Regions from separate parts of the Mus musculus genome. Here region 2 is linked to region 1. Evidence: chromatin contacts called from public HiCAR-type data. All regions are on one chromosome and are shown on one strand. Each heading gives the region's core, a stretch centred on a gene start, on an enhancer-like site or on the middle of the called end of the contact. The rest is flanking DNA. Distances are from core to core; before and after follow the strand shown. Region 1 has its middle 31 kb from the start of Ehbp1. Region 2 holds the start of Tmem17 (transmembrane protein 17).

Region 1 (5,996 bases), core at 2,584-5,083:
TGATGCAGCAAGTCCACCTGATAACAGAGATTAATAGGAAAACACAAATGTTCAGGCAGAGAAAGACATGCTTGAGTTGTTTCATCTGAACATTGGTGGGGGAGATCTAACAACCAACTTCCAACTCTAATTTTGTAATTTTAAAAAGCAGCTGTGTTTAATAAATAGTTACATAAAAGGACAATTTAAAAAGAGGTTTTGAATGTTTCTCCCAGGGCTCGAGGATGGCTCGGTGGTTAAGAGCACTGATTGCTCTCACAGAGGTCCTCAGTTCAATTCCCAGCAACCATATGGTGGCTCACAACCATCTGTAATGGAATTGGATACCCTCTTCTAGTGTGTCTGAAGACAGTAACAGTGTACTCATATACACAAAATAAATAAGTCTTTAAAGCAAAAGTTTTTCCCAGGGATGGAGAAATGGCTCAGTGGTTAAGAACACTCCCTGCTACTCCAGAGGACCTAAGTTCAATTCCCAGCACCCACATGACAGCTCACAACTGTCCTTACAAACATGTAGGCAAAACTTCAATACATATAAAATAAAAATAGACGAAAAAATGTGAGAAAACAAAACAAAATATTTCTCCCAAATGGTCTTCCCTGGGGAAGGGCCCCCTCAACTGGCTATCGAATTCTAAGTTGTTGGCCCTGAGATCATATACATATAGATAACATTATAGGCTGAGCAGGTTGTATTTAGGTATTTAGGATTGTATAAACAGAGAAAAGGAGGCCTTGAATCTGAAAGAGAGCAAGGGGGATGCATGGAAAAGCTGGAAGGAAGGAACGAAGGGAACAGAAGAGATGACCAATTCTAGCACACTTTCAAAACAGAAGATTATACAAAAAGCAAGACTTAAAAAGCCTTCCTCTGTTTGTTTCTCTTTTTGATAACCTCTGGTTTTTGTTGCTTAATAAAGTTTATTTTTCCATGGTTTGGGATATTTTTAATGACTCTTGTCAGGCTTTAATTTCTGATTGATTAAAAATTGAAAGTTTTTAGTCAGAATTTCCAAGATGAGTAAAACGGCTGAACAGGGGCTTTTAGGAAAATGGAAGATACTGTTGTTACAACATGTGCTCATTCCCAATTCATATATAGCTAAACAGTCTTGAGATAACTGAATTTTCTGGAAGCAGGCCAAAATATATTCTTCTTTTTCTTTGTAAATCTTTTCTTGTGTATGAAAAGCCTGCATGAACTTGTATGTGCTGTGTGTGTGTGGTGGTGGTGGTGGTGGGGTGCTTGTAGAGGCCAGAAGAGGGCATCAGATCCCCTGAACTGAAGTTACAGGTGAATGCCTGCTGCCTGGTAAGGTTGCTGGAAACCAAGCCAGTTTTTGGCAAGAATGGTAAGCACTTGTTCATAACCACTGAGCCATCTCTCCAGCCCCCAAATACAATATCCTAACACTAAAATGTAAAGAACTAGGTTTTTCTAGGCTCAGAACCTTAAGGTATAGGTTCTGCGTGTTTCTTGGATCCTAACTTTGCATCCTGTAAACAGCACTTATGTTTATCACCATTCCACTGGTTCCTCTGTAAAATTAAACTGTCCTGTCTCCATCTTATGCTTAAAAGCCATCTAATAGTAAAGACAAATTAGGTTCACTCCTGTTTATGATTAAACATCTACTTCTCAAGGATTGGGCTGTGTACCACCTATACCCTTAACCACAAACAGTTCTGTTCCAGAAAACAGCAGCCACGCCATTGTCTCATAGGTTACAGTGACCACCTATAACCACCTGTTATGACTACCTTGTTAGCAGGGAGAAGCCTAGTTCCTCACAAATTGCAAAGCCAGTACGCTCTTATTGAACTGTCTATCACTAGACCTTTGAAAATATAAAACAGAAAATAATCACATGTACAGCATTCTTTTCATTTGAATTTGTGTCATGTACAAAGGCACTAATGTATCCAGTTTGTATTTCAAATTGGCTGAAATCAGCCAGAAAATTCCAAATACCAATGGTTTCTAATTGGGTTCCTTTTTAGGAGAACGTAGGATCTGTCCTTTGAAATCAATTTTCAGTGGAACTCAAATTTCTTTTTCAGACTATCCCAGGTTCATAACTTGAACAAATAACATAACACAATATAACATAACATAACATAACATAACATAACATAACATAAACAAATCTTAATGTTTGGCTTAGACACTTGCTGAAAGAATATTTGAGCAACCCCAAAGTTTAAAACATTGATTATGGTGGTTGGTATATGCCTTGTAAACTCAGCCCCCAATAGAACTGTGGGGAAGAGAGATTGTGAGTTCAAAATTAACCTGAATTGTGTGTATACATAAAGCCTGAATTTAAAAAAAAATTATTTATAATGAAAATCCTATTAAATCACACAACCCTGACTATTACAGTTTTATATATGGCTTTATAGTTGGATATCATTTGTCTCACTACCTTATAATTATTTAGGATTAATTCAAAATTCTATTCTTAAAAATACAAACCAAGTATAATGTCACATGTCTATAATCCTAACATTCTAGAACCTAAAGCAAGGAGATTGAAATTTTATGCTACCCTGGTGAATTTAGCAAGATCCTGTTTACAAAAATGCAGAAGGGGCTGGAGGTTTATCCCTAGGCTCAGACATCAGGCCTAAAGGTACAAATAAGTCAATAACAACTCACACACTCTCTCTTCTCTCCCCAGATGGGCTTTTCTGCTACTCCAAAAGGCCCCATTCACAAAAAACTAAACTAACATTGAGTGTTGTAACTGGACAACTTTCAGAATTTTTTACATGCCTAAAAGATGTCCATCTGCTTCTGGGCAAGATATCACCCAAACTTGAAATATTATATACAGCCCACTGTGGTCAGAAGGCAGATTTATCACAGTCTTACTTAAGTCAGAAACCTTTCAAAATATCCATGAAAACTATGTAAAACAAAAAGTACAGAAGGTTACAAATCTTCAATTGTTGCTCACTTCCCAAAGCTCCAACACCTACTGCTTGTTTAGTAATAACTATAAATGTTTTCTGTGTATACTTTATCATTCATTCATTAAGAATTAAAAACTCAGTTTAAATATATGAATAGGTAAATATATAACAAAATGTTTTATTAGGAAGTCCTTCGGTTTTGGTAATACATAACGGGATCCTAAAACAACCAGGTTTGGGCTTATTAGCAAAAGGGATTTGTAAAGATTATCTCAATAATATAGGTTTTCTTCTTCAGGAAGATATAGCCAAATAGATGCTAAATCTTTCCCTTTTCTTTTTTATTCCCTTGAAAGTCAGTGTCTTTCCCTCTGAGGTCACGTGTACACTCATTCTTACAGCTCACTGAGGAGGCCTTGAGATCTCTATGCTTCTTGGCTGTCTCTGACTTGAGTTTAATTTCATTTCAAATTCCTTTTAAATTCTCTAATACTGCAGTGACTTGATGACTATTAAAATGATGGGTTTCCAGTGATTCAGATACAAATATCCTCTGGGACTGCTGGGTTATGAGTTATGTACGTGGTTAGTTAAAGTGACCTCAGTACTCACACCAGCGCCCTCCATGAGTCAGAGCCAGAGCAGTCATTCTGAACCCACACTGGGCCCTGTATCATTATTTTTTTTTAATGTGGAATAATAAAATTTCTAGTTTGTGGAAATTATTTTTAAATGGTCATATATCGATTGTCCACTTTCAGAAGTGATTTGTTTCTTATGCTTTTGCTGTGAAAATGGCTGGTCTCTCAGTTTGTCGCTGTGATAAAATACTCTTGCAAAAGCATCCCAAGAGGGAACAAGAAGTTGTTTCAGTTCACTGTTAAAGGTCCAACACTGAGAGGGAAATCACAAGCAGGAGCCTGAGGCAGTCACATTAGGTCTGTGCTCAGACACAGGGAGTAATGTAATGTATATATAGTAGCGCTTAGCTCATTCCTTTCACATTTTTAAATTGTCTACAATGTGGCCTAAGAAATACTTCCACCTATAGTGGTCAGCACTTGTCATTTCAATTAACATAATCCAGACAATCTCTCACAGACATTCCCAGATGGTACCAGGTAATTCTGACTTCGGATCAAGCTGACAATTTAGCCATTGCAATCTGCATTTGGGAGGAAACTCACTGGATGGGAGGAAAGACTCAGTGAAATATAGAGTGAAGCAATGTGTGTGATATAAAAGGTATTTGAAAAGGCATGTATCCTTTATTTCTGCCTCTTCTGAGGACAGCATATTATTGATTATCTTAATTTACTGGTACATGCTTTTAGTCCCAGAGCTGTGAGGAAGAGGTAGGAGGATCTTTGAATTCAAGAAATTCAAGGCCAACCTGGTCTACAGAGGAAGTTCAAGTCCAGGAGCTACATAACAAGACTCTATCTCCATGAATAAATAAATAAACCAGTGTAAGAGAGAAGATAGTGTTAGTCTTTTGTGCTATCTGGTATGTCTAATTTATAAATCCAATAGCAAATTACCTTCTTCACTAATTTGTTTTCAAGCTAAAAATCAGAGCCTGAAAGAGAACATTTCTTTAAAAACCCACTATTCTCCACTTCTCTTGAAATTAAGTTCCAAAGAAAAAGAATCTATTAAGTCCCAGTCTTCTTTGCAAGGTGGGTGCCTCTAAGATTTCATAACCCATAACATCATCTATCCTATCAGCTCATTTCTCAGGGCATCATCTACCTATCAGCTCATGTGGAGACTTTGGCAGTAACTGAGTCTCTGGCTGGCTGTCCTTCCTTGAGCCTATTTAGCTATATGCTGCATAAAGAACATAGATTCTTATCTCCTGGATCTGCCTATAGCTAGCCTGTACATAGGCCTCTTTTAAGAAATACATTTGTCTTTATACATTTAAGCATTTAATATACATAGAAAATTAATAAAACATTTGGAACCATTTCATTAGTCTATATGACCTGTATTTAGGTTACATGAAACAGTAAGGCATGAGAAAGAATGAATGTGAGAATAAGGAAGAGGAGGGAAGGAAGGAGGAAGGAAGGAAGGAAGGAAGGAAGGGAGGGAGGGAGGGAGGGAGGGAGGGAGGAAGGGGAATAAGAAGGGAAGTGAACTAGGAAGGAGAAACGAATGGGTGAGTTCCCTGAGGAATTATTATGTTGTCTTAGTTATTATTATATTGCTATGAGGAGATTCCATGAATCAAGAAACATTATTATTATTATCATTAAGACAGGGTTCCTCTGTGTAGTTCTGACTGTCATGGAATTCACTATATAGACCTGACAGACCTCGAACTCACAGAGATTTGCCAGCCTCTGCTTCCCAGATTAAAGGTGTGCACTACCATGAACAAGATGACTTTTAAGAGAAAGCATTTAAGCATTTGACTGGGGGCTTGCTTACACTTTCGAGGGTTATTCCGTGACAGTCATGGAGGGCATTGGTAAGCAGACAGCCTGGCATGGTGCTGGAGCAGCGGCTGAGAGCTCACATTCAATTTGCAAGTTTCAGGAATAGAGAGCACAAGAGTGGGCATGTCCTGGACTTTTAAAACTCAAAGCCCACCCACAGTAACACACCTGTTCCAACAAGGTCACACATTCTCCAGCAAGGCAACACTTCCTATTCCTTCCCAAACAGCACCACAACCTGAGGACTAGAGAGTCAAATATACAAGCCTGGGAAGGCCATTCTCATTCAAACCACCATATATGCCATGCCTCAAAAGCATTTTTAAGCTTTGTTAAAATGCCTAGGCTAATAGCTACCATATGTGTGCTGGTACCCAGGAGGCCAGAAGAGTGTAATTGCTGTTAGAGATAGTTAAGAGCCACTCCACCAAGTGGGTGCAGGAAACTGAACTTGGGTCCTCTAAAAGAGCAGAAGTACTCAACAGCTGAGGCTTCTCTCTAGCTCCTGCAAACTCATTCCATTGTGGTTTTAAAAACAGGCAAGTGAGGAGTGATGACTTAGAATTTCTCAAGAGTACATTCTTCCACAAAGAAGACAACTTCTGTCATAGATAACCTTATTTTTCTTGGGTA
Region 2 (5,918 bases), core at 563-3,062, 190 kb after region 1:
GATCAATGAGTGTTGGCAACCACTGAGATATCTCTAGGCCCAGAACCCTTTACCAGAAAGATTAAAAGGGAAGAGTGGAATATAAGTCTTGGTAAAGCTCACAGAGTGACAGGAATGTTCGAATATAGCTGGAGAGTTTGCTGAAACCTCTTTGAGAAAGCCTTGGCAGATCCCAATAAAATTGGTCTTACATACCACTTGCCTCAGCACTTCCCCGGACACATTCGACATAAACATGTTACACTGGCATAAACATGTATGTTTCAACATAAACATGTAGGTTACACTCTACATAAATGTGTATGTTATACTCAACATAAACATGTATGTTCATCAACAAGCATTTTCACCAAGAGTGGCACTTGTCATAACTGCTCCTAAGTAGAAATTACACAGGAACTTATCAACATGAAAGAAAATTCATAAAAAATGTTGACAGCAAAGTCAGATTTTCTTTTTAAACTTGAATGTGCAATCAGTCTACTATAAAGTATAAAACAGGCCACTGCTTCACAAGCAACTGAGAAAGGGTAGCTCCTGGAGATGATGATACTGTTGACTGACCTGGGACCTAATACATCCGACTGTGCTTTTCTTTATGTCTATTACACCTAATGGTTTGTTTTGGTTTTTGAGGATTTTGCAATGTATCCCAGGCTAACCTTAAACTGGAGATCTCCTGTCTCTGCCTTCTAAATGCTAAAATGATATGTCTTAAGAGAAAGCAGGGAAAGGCTGATATTTTTAGTTTTAAAATCACCTATATTCCAGAAACAACTGCTTTCAATACTTTTAAGTTATTTCCCTGTCTTCTGAAGCAGGTATGCTTGGCTCATCCACCCTCTTAAGAATGTCAAGGGCAATTTTCTGAGGAACATCCTTAGTGAGGTAACCCAATCACAAAAGAAGTCATTAGATATGCACTCACTGATAAGTGGATATCAGCCCAGAAACATAGAACACCCAAGATACAATTTGCAAAACACAAGAAAATCAAGAAGAGGGAAGACCAATGGGTGGATACTTCATTCCTCCTTCTAATAGGGAACAAAATACCCATGAAAGGAGTTACAGAGACAAAGTTTGGAGCTAAGACGAAAGGATGGACTTTCCAGAGAATACCCCACCCAGAGATCCATCCCATAATCAGCCACCAAACCCAGACATTATTGCATATGCCAGCAAGATTTTGCTGAAGGGACCCTGTCATAGCTGTCTCATATGAGTCTATGCCAGTGCCTGGCAAATACAGAAGTGGATGTTCACAGTCATCTATAAAATGGAACACAGGGCCCCCAATGGAGAAGCCAGAGAAAGCACCCAAGGAGCTGAAGGGGTCTGCAACCCTATAGGTGGAACAACAATATGAACTAACCAGTACCCCCAGAGCTCATGTCTCTAGCTGCATATGTAGCAGAAGATGGCCTAGTTGGCCATCATTGGGAAGAGAGGCCCCTTGGTACTGCAAACTTTATATGCCCCAGTACAGAGGAATGTCAGGGCCAAGAAGTGGGAGTGGGTGGGTAGGGGAGGAGGGCAGAGGGAGGGTATAGGGAACTTTCGGGATAGCATTTGAAATGTATATAAAGAAAATATCTAATAATAATAAAAAGAATGTCAAGGGCATTTTTTTAAAATATCTATGTTCGTTTTCCATTTCCCTCAAGAAATGGTGCACCAATTTTGCAGAGGAATTGCTATGGTGTGAGAGCTCCTTGTGGCTCAGCCCAGGTCCGAATGGCTTATTACTTGTGATCATCTTAAGACGACGCGGCTTTAAAGCAAGACGGAGGAACCCGCCATTTTCAGCAGCACTAGGCCACGTTAGGCTGCGGGCCCGTGGCCCTGGCTCGCCTCTCCAAGGGGAAGCCTCTGGAGGATTCTGTAGCGTTCGGGGAAGCCCAGGTACCAGGTCCCTAGGGGCCCCGCACTGCCCGGTTGCCAAGGGAACCGCCACGCGCCGCTGTGCCCGCCGACTAGCGGGTGTGTGAGAGGCCAGCGGGCAGGCCAGGCATGGAGCTGCCGGACCCTGTTCGCCAGCGCCTGAGCAACCTCAGCCTCACCGTGTTCGGCGACTCCAGCCGCACCGGGCCAGAGTCCAGTGATGCGGCCGGTGAGTGGCGAGGGCGCAGGCCCACGCGGGGGTGTGGCTCGCGGGCGGGAGGCCGCACAGGCCGTGCCCGGGTGAAAGATGGCTGCTCCGGCTTCAGCCAGGGCTCTGTGCCCCGGGAGAAACCACGGCCCTGCGGCGGACCCGGGAGACCACGCGCTTCCGCCGCCGCAGCTACTGCACCCGGTGGCGCGGTCGCCGAGCGGATCAGGATGCGGATCAGGAACGCCTTCTTCCCCACGCGGGTCCCCGCTGAGTCCCCAGCGTGACAGCCGCCGGCTCACACAAAACCGGGCTGTGTCCAAACCCCTCCTAGCAGAGCAAGACCGGCTGCTGCCAAACCGACAAGGCCTTCCTCTGCCTGTTCCTTCTTTCTCCCTGTATAAAAAACTCTCCTCCCGAAATCTAAAAACGAAATACCAACGAGTTAACTCCAGCTTCTGCCTCCTCAATCAGGAGGACAGCATACATGGTTGTCTCCTTTGAAATCAAGGAATTGGAAATCCTTTCGATGGCTTGGTTTGGGCTTTCTTATTTTTATTTTTATTTCTTAAATAGGGCATTGAAAAGCAAACCACTTGCCATCATTGCATGTTGTCACCTTGGTCATTCGTGTAATTTACGCTATATGGAGAAAAGCCTGTAAAATTAGGATTTCGTGTTTCCGATTCAAAGTGTGAGCCGTACGGGGCACTAAAATCGAATAATACAAAGTCTCTGGGAAAAAAAGTGTGTGTGGGGGGGGCGGGGGTGACATTTGTTCTGAAGTTCTTTAGAGCCTCAGCAGCCTAGATAGTCGTGATGGTGTGGACAGCAATAGAACTAGGTAAAGACATCAGCCCTGTAATTTCTTATGGTTCTTACGTGTCAGAAAATATTGTTTTCCCAGACATTCAAACGTGAGAAAAGCTGTTTAAGTTCACTGTCTCTGCCAAGACAGGCAATTAATTGGTCAGAAAAATTTGTCTGACCAATTATATAATACTTAAATTTTATCTCATTACAGAACTTAACTGGAACTTTTGTAAAATTTAATGAACTCACACCTTGTGCCTTGTGGTTCCTCTTCATTTGGTCTGATTTTTCAATTGTATAAATTTGATGTGTTGAAGTATGGACATGAGCCTACATAAAATCAAAACCCTGACATTCTAAACAGCCACTCTTCTCAAGCTATATCCCCATAGCCTTTAAAACAAACAACAACAAAATTTATTTGGTTACAATGCAATCAAGAAGTACCTGGGCTATCCTGAAATTTTCTAAGTAGTCCAGACTGGCTTTGATCTTGAAATATTCCTGCTTCAGTCTCTTTGCAAAAAAAAAAAAAAAAGACTACAGTTTCTGCTCTAAAGGTTCTAAAAGTATCAGCTTAGCTAGTGTGTAATTACTTTCCTGTTTTCTTCTTGGCGAATCTGACTGTAAGATCACACCCACAATGGATCAAGAATTGTACTGTTGCCCAAAGTAAAATAATAATAATGAAAAAAATCCTAGTGGATTTTCCTTAGCGCTAACAAATTTTAAAAATTCCTAGCCCAGAGGTAGTAGTGCATGCCTGTACTCCCAGCACGCAGGGGCCGAGGCCAGCCTGGTCTTCAGATCAAGTTCCAGGAGAGCCAGGCCTTTACAAAGAACCCCGACTTGGAAAAAAAAAAATCATTCCTATATTTGGGATAATTTAAGAAGTCAAAGCAAGAAAAAGCAGACCACAATAGTCAGCCTTGCTCTTAAAACTTAATTTGCTTCTAGAGACCATGAATTTTTCATTAATTTATTTATTTTTATTTTATGTGCATTGGCGTTTATGCTTGTATGACTGCATGTATGCTTGTGTTACAGACAGTTGTGAGCTGCCATGTGGGTGCAAGATTTAAGTCCAGGACCTCTGGAAAAGCAGTCAGTGCTCTTACCCGCTGAGCCATCTTCCCAGCCTCCAACCCCATGATTGTTTTAAAAGTATTAAATGTCAATTAAAAAAAAAAAAAAAACTATGCAGAGAAAAACAAAAAACAGTCTCAAGGAATTTGTAATTTCTAAATTCTTACATTTAGAACAACCAATTTAAAATAAGAATGTAGTTAAATTTATAATGTATTTTTAGGGTTCAATTTTTATAATCAAATTCTTGTTGAGGGGGTTGGTGAGATGGCTCAGCAGGTAAGAGCACTGACTGCTCTTCCAAAGATCCTGAGTTCAAATCCCAGCAAACACCTGGTGACTCACAACCACTCGTAATGAGATCTGATGCCCTCTTCAGATAGTAGTGTCAGAAGACAGCTATGGTGCACTTACATATAATAATAAATAAACCTTTTTGAAAAAAAAAATTCTTGCCGGGCGTGGTGGCGCACGCCTTTAATCCCAGCACTTGGGAGGCAGAGGCAGGCGGATTTCTGAGTTCGAGGCCAGCCTGGTCTACAAAGTGAGCTCCAGGACAGCCAGGGATACACAGAGAAACCCTGTCTCAAAAAAAAACCAAAAAAAAAAAAAAAAATTCTTGTTGAAGGACCTTTTCCCTTATACAGAAACAAAAGATGTTGGGTAATCAGTCTGGTAAATGGAACATGTGTGTCACAAATGGCTACATGTACAATGACATGCCTTTGAAATTTTGTTCTTTCTGCTTATGCATGTTTGGTATTCACTGTAGAAAGCAAGATTTAGAACAGGAAATGAAAGTGAAATTTGTGCTTACACCAAGACTTCGTTGTCTACGTATATAAGGAAAGGGCATTGTTTGTTGAGTGCCAACTATGTGTGCCAGGCACAGTGGTAAGAGTGGAGACCCTCACAACAGCCTCAGTGACAGTGAGGGGTCATCAAATCAGAGATGATTAGGTGACCCCAGAAAGATGTAATAATGCATCCCAACTCTGGCACCTGGAATTTCTTGTCTCCTGTCTTACTTAGGGTTTCTATTGCTATGAAGACATACCATGACCACAGGAACTCTTGTAAAGGAAAACATTTAATTTGGGCTGGCTTACAGTTCAGAGGTTTAGTCCATTATCGTCATGGCAGATGTGGTGCTGGAAAAGCAGCTGAGAGTTCTGCATCCAGATCAACAGGCAACAGGAAAGAGAGTGATAGTGGATCTGACTTAAGCATCTGAAACCCTTAAAGCCCAACTCCAGTGACTTACTTCCTCCTACAAGGCCACACCTCCTAATAGTACCACTCCCTAGGAGCTATTTTCTTTTCTTTTTTCATATACATATATAATATTTTTTAATATTTTAAAAATATTTATATATTTATATATATTAAATATTATTTATTTATTTATTTTTATTTATATGAGCACACTGTAGCTGTCTTCAGACACACACCGGAAGAGTGTATCAGATCCTGTTACAAATGGTTGTAAGCCACCATGTGGGAATTGAACTCAAGACCTCTGGAAGAGCAGTCAGTGCTCCTAACCACTGAGCCATTTCTCCAGCCCCTCCAGTTTGAGCTATTTTCATTCAAACCATCACAGCTCATGTAAATCATGAGCTTCTAAAGCTCATGTACATCACACTGCATCTTAGAGGAAAAGAATTTGAGTCTTTTATTTTTTATTTTGTGTGTATGAATGTGTTTCTGCGCGCGCGCGCGCGTGTGTGTGTGTGTGTGTCTGTGTGTGTCTGTGTGTGTCTGTGTGTGTCTGTGTGTGTCTGTGTGTGTGTACGTATATACATGTATGCCTAGTGCCCACAGAAGCCAGAAGAGGGCACCAGATCTCCTGGAACTGGAGTTAGAGTGGTCATGACCCACTATGTAGGTGCTGGGAACTGAACCCAGTCTTCTGCAAGAGCAGCTA

What was found. HiCAR-type assays count read pairs that join an accessible place to other places.
Region 2: a contact with region 1 is called in a HiCAR-type map of fibro-adipogenic progenitors, with 3 times the contacts expected there. The contact joins the promoter of Tmem17 here to the enhancer-like site in region 1. A contact is called at or near these places in 6 of 39 promoter capture datasets (cranial neural crest, embryonic stem cells, hippocampal neurons and 2 more), 7 of 484 Hi-C or Micro-C datasets (the HL-1 cell line and embryonic stem cells), 7 of 115 datasets of contacts at active chromatin or transcription factors (bone marrow-derived macrophages, embryonic stem cells, fibro-adipogenic progenitors and 1 more) and 2 of 9 other capture datasets (adipose tissue and embryonic stem cells).

The regions. Positions count from the first base shown.
Region 1 is chr11:22,314,723-22,320,718 of GRCm38.p6, forward strand. No RefSeq gene overlaps it. Among named protein-coding and RNA genes, the nearest start is that of Ehbp1, 31 kb to the left of the region's middle. Within about 2 kb of position 3,834, at least 41 of the 459 cell types and tissues checked have an H3K27ac peak or open chromatin away from gene starts, as enhancers often do. A contact at or near this core is called in adipose tissue and fibro-adipogenic progenitors, where this site is marked.
Region 2 is chr11:22,510,471-22,516,388 of GRCm38.p6, forward strand. It overlaps Tmem17 (transmembrane protein 17), which reads left to right and starts at 1,813. Exons shown (of 4, transcript NM_153596.3): 1 at 1,813-2,113. The coding sequence starts at 2,014.